3 separate regions of the Mus musculus genome follow, and regions 2 and 3 are each linked to region 1. Evidence: chromatin contacts called from public promoter capture Hi-C data. All regions are on one chromosome and are shown on one strand. Each heading gives the region's core, a stretch centred on a gene start, on an enhancer-like site or on the middle of the called end of the contact. The rest is flanking DNA. Distances are from core to core; before and after follow the strand shown. Region 1 holds the start of Abl1 (c-abl oncogene 1, non-receptor tyrosine kinase). Region 2 holds the start of Fibcd1 (fibrinogen C domain containing 1). Region 3 holds the start of Lamc3 (laminin gamma 3).

Region 1 (2,729 bases), core at 46-2,545:
CCTGGGCACTCTGGTCCTTTTCTCCAGGAGATTGAATGGCGTGAGTTCTGAAAGTCCCCTGGGTACTTGTGAGGCCTGTTCTGGCAGCAAAGTAGGTCCACTTGGCTTCAGACACATTTTTGGCACAGACACATTTTTGGGTTGATTAGCACGAAAAGTGTGTGACATCCTGGCTGAGAGGCCTGTCACAGGCACAGTCATGGCACTGTTTTTTTTTTTTTTTTCTTTTGCTTTTCGAGACAGGGTTTCTCTGTATAGCCCTGGCTGTCCTGGAACTCACTCTGTAGACCAGGCTGGCCTCGAACTCAGAGATCCACCTGCCTCTGCCTTCTGAGTGCTGGGATTAAAGGCGTGGGCCACCACGCCCGGCAGGTGATAACTTTTGTCATGGATCTAGCTATCCGGTACAGTCTGCTTAGAAGCCAAGAGACCAAACTTTGGAACCAGGCAGACCCTGACTGAGTTGAGTCTTCTGGTTTCCACCATGTGACCTTCTGGAGTGTCTGTTCTCACATGAAGAATCTGGGTCATGATATAACTTTCCTCACAGGATTAGGTGCACGCACCCTCTGGGTACCAAGGCACATGGAGCACTTCTCAGAGAACCATCCTGGGACAGTCAGCTCTTCAAGTGCAAGGATGGGGACCAGACTTTTAGTTATGTGACATTATTTCATAAGTTTATTTTTCCCTTGTCATTGGAACTTGGGTGAGTTTTTATTAGATTTGTTGTAGTTGGGGTCCTTGTTTCCCACCAACTTAGTGCCAGTAGTCCACTGCTGTGACCATTGCTTAGTTAAAATCTTGTTGGTAACCTCGAGCTAGCGTTTAGGAAAACAAAAACTCACCGTGAAATGGATTCAAACATTACCTGTGGCACCAAAAACAGGGGAAATTCTTGTAAAAATGAGGTCAGGAAGGACCGCCATTCCAGCCCACAATGAACACGCACCATAGAGACATTTCCCTAAGCTTAAACTCACAACTCCAGGTCTAAATGGGTGGTTGGACCCGCGTCCGGTATTCGGTATTCCTGTGGGTTCCAGCCCTGACTGTTCACATTCCTCAGATACCCACTTTAGGTTTAATCACAGTCGCTCCCCGAGACCAGTCCTGGTAACTTGAGAGGAATTTGCATTTCCACCGACCTTCCCGGACACGCGGCAGGGGCAGGGGCTACGCCAGCGCAGCTACGCAGCTGGGGAGGGCGTGGAGCCTTCCCTTGGCCTGGAAGGGGTTAAGGGACGGCTGGGGCGGGGCGCTGGGCCCTTTGTTACCGGCCTAGGCGGGAGGCGGGAGGCGGGACGCGGGCCTGGGCGCGGGCCTGCTGGGAGCGCGGCCTGGCGGGGCTGGGGGCCCGGGGTGGTGGGGCCTTCGCCGTGGCCACGGGACCATGTTGGAGATCTGTTTGAAGTTGGTGGGCTGCAAATCCAAGAAGGGGCTCTCTTCGTCCTCCAGCTGCTACCTGGAAGGTAAATCCTGGCCTGGGCGCGGGGCCCACCAGGACTGTCCTGCCCGCCCGTGCCCTGTGTGTTCTAGGTCCCCAGTCTTCTCCCTCTGAGGCCTCTGCGGGTGCTGGTGGCTCATTCGGACTTCCAGAAAGAGAGAGAGAGCCGCGGCTTTGGCGCTGGCGGGGCCCAAGCGCATAGTGTGGCTCCTGCCCAGAAAGTTTGAAAAAGTCAGTGCCACAGGCCTTAAGGTCCTTGTGAGCCCACGTTGTGGTGTTTCCACTGCCAACTGGGAATTGTATGTCACAAAGGTGGACCTACACCAAGTGCCGCGTACAAAGGGATCCCGCTCTACCATTTATGGGTACAGAATTTCATGTGAACTTTCCACCCCCACCCCCACCTTTCTGCAGACCATGAAGAGGTCTTGGGGATTGTCTCTTTTTAGAAGAGAAAGAATGGTTTTGCTTGTATTTCCAGGAGTTTTGAGAGCTTCCAGTTTGATGCTTGGTGAGGGAGCCCCTCATGTTTTGTTCTTTGCATAAACTTAGAGCCAGGAGCCTGTTGCTTTTGCCTGCTTTACCCTGCTCCTCCAATTCCATGCCTCCTTCCTGTTGTCTTTAGTGTTTGGGTCTAAAAGGATGGCAAGGGAAAAGGGTGAGTGGTGAGTGCTGGGGACTCGGCTGTGGCCAGGCCTGTTAGAGTATAGCTGACCTTTGTGGGGACTGCTGCCTTCTTCAGAAGGGCAGAAGCACTCACAGATGTGTGGTGCCCTGGCTTTTCTGGCTGTTTCATGTAAGAGTTAAGATAGGAGTAAAAATGTAAAGTTTTCTTCAGAGCAATTTGGATTTCTACTGTTTTGAATTGTAAAGAATTGAAGGCTTTTCAATATCTAACCTGCTTCCCCGACCCCCCTTCCAAGTCTTTGACTCAAAGACCTACAGGGCCCCACATGACCCAGCTCAGACTTAGGTGCCCAGCTCGGGTAGAGGATGTTCTCCCTTTGCTAGAAGGGAGTATAAGGGACTTCGCTATAAGTCACAGTAAGATTTCAGCCCCTCCGGGGATTTCAGGGCCTGGATTCCTGAGAGGAGCTTGGTGTGGATGGCATGAGCTCAGGGCCTACCACTTAGAGGGAGGGAGATGGTTTATTTGTCCCCAGAGTTGGCATCTGAGCGGCCAGAATCATCCTCAGTTAATGCGTTGCTTATTTTTTCCAAGTTGCTCCACACTCTCCGCACATTTCTCCTCCCCATCTGTATCCAGTTAGTGAGAGGCACT
Region 2 (2,700 bases), core at 3-2,502, 86 kb after region 1:
AAACAAGCTAGCCGGTCCCCTTACCAGACCAGTGTTACTCGGAAAGAAAGGCAGGTTGCAGCTTTGATTAGTGAGGAGTGGCCACGCCCACCCCTGCCACCTCCTCCTTCTCTGGTTGCAAACTCTCACTGTTCCTTCCCCAGTGACATCTGTCTGGGAGAAATTTAAAATTTAAAACGGGCAGCCCCATTATCTGCTCTCCTTGGCAAACGGCCTCCTCAATTCGCTTGTCTATGCCAGTCCCTTGATGGCCCAGCCTGGGGCAGTCCTGCGGCCACCCCTCTGCTTCCGACTCCGGATGCCCAGTACCTCAGCAGCCCCTCCCTGTTCTGTCCCAGCTGGTGCAGTGCACAGCCCTGGGCATCCTCCAAGCCGGGACACTTCACTGTCCCTGCAGAGGCAGTAGGGAGAGAGGATCAGCCAGACCCAGGTTCAAATCCCTGTAGGGCTTCGTGGCCTCGGGCTGCAGCGGGACCTCTCTGAGCCTTGCTCTCCTGAAAGTCAGAGAATCACAGTGCCTAGGCTTCTTATAGGAGATTAATATTTACTGTTCCCCAATTGAATTTGGGCGCCTAGGTAAAGAGGGCGGATCTGGGGGGCCGGTCCTGTTCTTGAAGCCTGGAAAGATGTGCGGGGCGCCTGGCACAGGTTAAGGAATTTCAAGTGAGGAGGACCCCCATTGAGGCTGTGGGCGAACGGGACTCTGCGCGCGGTCATCTGTTGGCTGTCCCCAACTGAAGGGCTGATCCACAACCAACTATAGGTCTTCTCTTCCCTCTGCACAAGCAAGCACAGGGGTCTCCGGTGGGGGTGGGGACTGGCTGCAGCGGGTGCCTTCTGCAGGGAGCCCAGAGTTCAAGACTCCGCTGAGGGGAGGAGGAGAGCAGGTGCTCCCACTAAGCTCTGCACAAGCTCACCAAACTCCAGCCCCCACACCCGTCCCCGCGCCCGTGGGTACCTGCGGTTTGTCGCGCGGTCGGTCCTCAAGTTGGGACGCGCTGCCCACGGTCTTCCACCGCTCGTGGACCATCTTCCAGCAAGACCAGCGGGGTTGCGGGGCAAGGGCGAGTGCAAAGGAGGCGAGGGGTGCACAGGGTGCGTTGCACTCGCAGGAGGTCCCCTCGGTGCCGGGGATCCGGGGTGGCCCGGGAGCGGCGGCCGCCAGCTAGGCTGCGTGTGAGCGCGTGTGATTGCTGGGAGCGCGGGCGCGAGCCTCCGAGAGCCGCCCGCGCCGCGCCGTCCCCGCGTCCCGCTCCCGCGCCTCCCGCGCGCTCCGCCCTCTTCCTCCCGGCTCAGTCTCCGCGTCTTCGTCTCGGACCCTCAGGGCCTTTTATTGCTCCCCGCGGCTTCCCGAGCACGCGCGCGCGCCCCCCGAGGGCTCTAAGAGTGACTCCCGCTCTAGCCCGGTCGCTGGGGGGTGAGGAGGACTATTCAGCAGCAGCGAGCGTGACGACAGCCACGGGCTCCTCGAGGAACCTGCGCGCCCTGCGGCGCCCCGCGCAAACTTCCTCTCGGGTGGGACTCGTCTAAGTCCCTAGGAAGGGGCTAGGCAGAGACCGTGTGACCCTTTCGGGGCTCCGAGGTTCCAGTCCCGGGGCAAGTGTGCGCGTGGCCCGCTAATCTCCAGCCCTGTGGCCTGGTGCTGGAGTCCCCGACTCCGCAGCCAGGCTGGCCCCTATGGCATCTGCCCACCCGGAGTCCCGAACAACACCTCGCTCCGCCCCGCCCCCCCCAAGCCGGCCTGGAGCTATCCCAACCGCGGGAGGAGGGATCTGAGCCACCAGTGGGGGCTTCTCAGTCGTCCCTCCCACTAGCAACACTTTTTAAAGCGTTTAATCCGCCCGAGCAGCCTTCGGAGGTAATTGACAAAGTCCTTAATCTGCGCGGTTAACGAGCTGCTGTTGTGACTCCGACCGCGTGGCTCCCACGCGCCCCACGCCGAGCCCCGCCAGCCGCCCTTCCCCCCAGCTCCGCAGAGACGCCTGGGCCCCCCGCTATTTCTTAAAGCTGTTTTCCGGCTTCGGGGCGCTCTGGCCGCCTTGCTGTTCCCTGGCACCGGCGTCGTCTCTCTCCCACCGGTTTCCAGTCTGTTGCCTCATCTTCGTCTACGTCCCTCTTCTCGTCCCTCTAGGTGCCTGGCAAGCGTGGGGCAGGCTTTGCGAGGGTGGGGCCCGAGCCTAACACAGACAGAGTGGTCCCGGGACCACAGCTGAAGCTAGGCACTGTGGCCACGTGCCCTTCCAGACTGTCACCAGCCAGAAACTGGATCCCACAGTCTGCACTTCCAGTGTTCCGGGTGGCTGGGGTCTCCCGCGGTCCCAGCCCGGCTTCCGGACAGTAAGCTGCCGGAGTTACTTACTGCCCAGTCACCCCAGGCTGGGGTCAGAAGCCCACATCCTAGAGGATGAACATGTGTCGCCCTGCACACACCCCTCCCCCATGCTCCCTCATCACTTAAGAGGGTTGTAGGTGACCCAGAGATCCTTCAGGCCTAAGCAGGAAACTGTGATTACTGGCCACTGAACCTCTCTTGACTCAGGTTCCCCTTGTATCCAAAGGGTTAACAGCACCTCACTCTGAAGGGCTCTCTCTTCCGGGGTTCAGAGGCAGGCACCATACATAAGCATCTGAGGGGTTAGTGTTAGCTGGGGTTCATACTTCCCGCTATAAACGCAGGCAGGCTTCTGCTCTCTCGGAACC
Region 3 (2,700 bases), core at 151-2,650, 130 kb after region 1:
GTTGGAGGGACCTCAGAGGCTGCCACACAGAACACTGTTCCCAGGGAAGCCACTGTCACTACAGTACAGCTGGTGCTGACTGCAGCAGAGGTGTGTGTGTGTGTGTGTGTGTGTGCTCGTGTGCACATGCGTGCACCATTAGGGCTATGGTTAGCACACAGGGATCTCAACACAGGCTATAGAAGTGAAATATGTAGAGAAACCTTCTTTCTCTGGGACCTCATGTATACCAGAATATTCGTCCAGAAGGACAGAAGCTAGCTCCAGGGACCCTGGCTGCAAAGGCAGATAGAAGGAGAAGATTCGGGGGCAGTCTTAGTGAGACAAGGTGTGGGCTCTGCCACAGCCCCATGGGTGATACAGAAGGGGCCCAGATATCATGTGACTAATGGCTTCTGTGTTGTGCAGTGTGGGTCTCTCGCCTACTCAGTCTCTCAAGGAAATCAATAGAAGCCTTGTAGGTTGAATTGAGACAGTATCTAAGGACCTCACCCAAGCTGAGCCCTTGATTAAGAGATATTAGGGGTGCAGGAGTCTGCTCTGCAGACAGAGGCAAAGAACATGGGCCTCCTTGGTGGTCCGCGTCCACAGCAACAGGAGTCCATTTTCATCCCAAACTTGCCTTTGTCCTCCTCTCAAGGTGTCCTTGTGATCCTGTATCTAGCTAGCAGTGTAAGGAAGGAGGCCCCAGAGGGGGCTAGCACAAGGCTCCCTACCACAATTTGCCCTGTACCCCTGACTACCCATGCCAGACCCCAAGAGAACCACTTCCTTAACCCTGATCATAACTTTCATGCAGGGTTGGAGTCTTACTGGATCTATCCAACCGTGGCTGTGGGAATCTGACGGTGTCCCGCTCCCATGGGATCATTTTGTTTTACTGTCTACAAGGGCCAGAAGGTGCCTTGGGAAGGACATTAGTTTGGTGGAGAGAAGGGGAGGCCTCTGTTGATAAGAGGAAGCCTTTTGATAAATCCCAGGTGACAATATCTGCTTTGGGAGGAGACGCCAGGAGCGCAACACTTTTGACAGAGAACACTGGACAGGTACGGAGGAAAACTGCCAAAGGTCATTCTGTCAGGTGAAGACCTGCGCTTGTCTTGCCTTTCAGCTCAGGAAGGTACACAAGTGCAGAGCTTCCATAGAAGAGCCGCATTAGCAGAATAACTTGGTGTCTCTACCGAGACCATTTTGCAGGGAGGACTGTGGAGCCAGGTTCACAGTTCCCGAGTCCACGACCCAGCCAGAACAAGCAGGCACTCCCAGGCACGTCCAGCAGGTGGGGGTGAGCACGAAGGGACGGAGCTCGGATGGTGGGGTGTCGCCTGCATGGGTCCCGCCCTCAGATGCCGTCGGGTTCCGCCTGCAGGGGAGGACTCCAGGGGCCAGTGGAGCGCAGAGGGGCTAAGCGCAGACCGCAGCGTAGAGTGGATCCCGGAGCAGTGCAGAGCGGGGCGAGGACCATGGCTGTATCCAGGGTCCTGTCCCTCCTGGCAACGGTGGCATCGATGGCGCTGGTGATTCAGGAGACACACTTCGCGGCAGGCGCGGACATGGGCTCTTGCTACGACGGTGTGGGACGCGCACAGCGCTGTCTGCCTGAGTTCGAGAACGCGGCGTTCGGCCGACGCGCCGAGGCCTCCCACACGTGCGGACGGCCCCCGGAGGACTTCTGTCCACACGTGGGGGCACCAGGGGCTGGGCTACAGTGCCAGCGCTGCGACGATGCTGACCCCGGACGACGCCACGACGCCTCCTACCTCACAGACTTCCACAGCCCCGATGACAGCACCTGGTGGCAGAGCCCATCCATGGCCTTCGGGGTGCAGTACCCCACCTCTGTTAACCTGACCTTGAGCTTAGGTAAGCATGCACCCTGTCACCTTATATCCAAACCATGGAGGCCCAGGCAGAGGGCTGTGCACGCTGGGGCAGACTGCAGCACCCCACGGGTAAGGAGTCAGAACCTGCAAGCCCTGGGTAGCAAGAGGTCAGCCCAGGGGGCTCCCCTAAGGGCTTGGGGGAGCAGAAGGCTCCCCTCAGCTGTGGAACTGGGTACAGCAACAATTCCCTGGAAGAACTGTTAAGGAAGGTGGGGGTCATACTTCCATGATGATCTATCTGATCCATCCTCTAAGACCCGAACTTGTAATCCGGTCAGCTTCGATGCCCTGTGGACGGACCTCTGACGCTGTGAGCAGTTTGGGAATGGGCGTTAGGGCAGTTGCCACCAAATGTGAATGCTGTAGTACCCTGGGCAGGACAGCCAGTTTCTTCCTGCCACTGGATAGCCAGCCTGGGCGTTTCGAGTGGCCCCTCCGCATTGTTCTTGATTGCTCCACCCAGACTGAGGCAAGATGAGGGAGCACAAGGCCCTTGAGGCTGGGAACCCAGGGGTCCACTTCTACCTTGAAACTGGACTATTCTCTACCCACTCCAAGTTCAGATGAGCCCAGCGATCTCCTCAGGTTCCTTGCTATGTCCTGAATACTGTGTAAATCTTCCAAAGGTTTGATAACTTGGATTTGGTATTTTCATAACTCATTTTGACACTAAACGTGACCTGAGGCGATTTCTAACCTTGGTGTATCCTAGTAAGGGCCAATATTCATACATTTTGTTACTGGATCTCATTTGAGAGCAGCTTACAGCCGCAGAATGAAGCCTGTGAGCTAAGCACTCTTCCCCTGAGCTACATAC

What was found. Capture Hi-C pulls out chosen DNA fragments and counts their contacts.
Region 2: a promoter capture Hi-C map of pancreatic islet shows a contact between it and region 1. The contact joins the promoter of Fibcd1 here to the promoter of Abl1 in region 1. A contact is called at or near these places in 1 of 484 Hi-C or Micro-C datasets (CD4 T cells), 2 of 115 datasets of contacts at active chromatin or transcription factors (both in embryonic stem cells) and 3 of 9 other capture datasets (adipose tissue, embryonic stem cells and pancreatic islet).
Region 3: a contact with region 1 is called in a promoter capture Hi-C map of adipose tissue. The contact joins the promoter of Lamc3 here to the promoter of Abl1 in region 1. A contact is called at or near these places in 5 of 115 datasets of contacts at active chromatin or transcription factors (embryonic hindbrain, embryonic stem cells and large pre-B cells) and 2 of 9 other capture datasets (adipose tissue and liver).

The regions. Positions count from the first base shown.
Region 1 is chr2:31,758,644-31,761,372 of GRCm38.p6, forward strand. It overlaps Abl1 (c-abl oncogene 1, non-receptor tyrosine kinase), which reads left to right and starts at 1,296. Exons shown (of 11, transcript NM_009594.4): 1 at 1,296-1,472. The coding sequence starts at 1,394.
Region 2 is chr2:31,844,753-31,847,452 of GRCm38.p6, forward strand. Fibcd1 (fibrinogen C domain containing 1) reads right to left here and starts at 1,253. Exons shown (of 7, transcript NM_178887.4): 1 at 959-1,253. The coding sequence starts at 1,030.
Region 3 is chr2:31,885,881-31,888,580 of GRCm38.p6, forward strand. Lamc3 (laminin gamma 3) reads left to right here and starts at 1,401. Exons shown (of 28, transcript NM_011836.4): 1 at 1,401-1,863. The coding sequence starts at 1,464.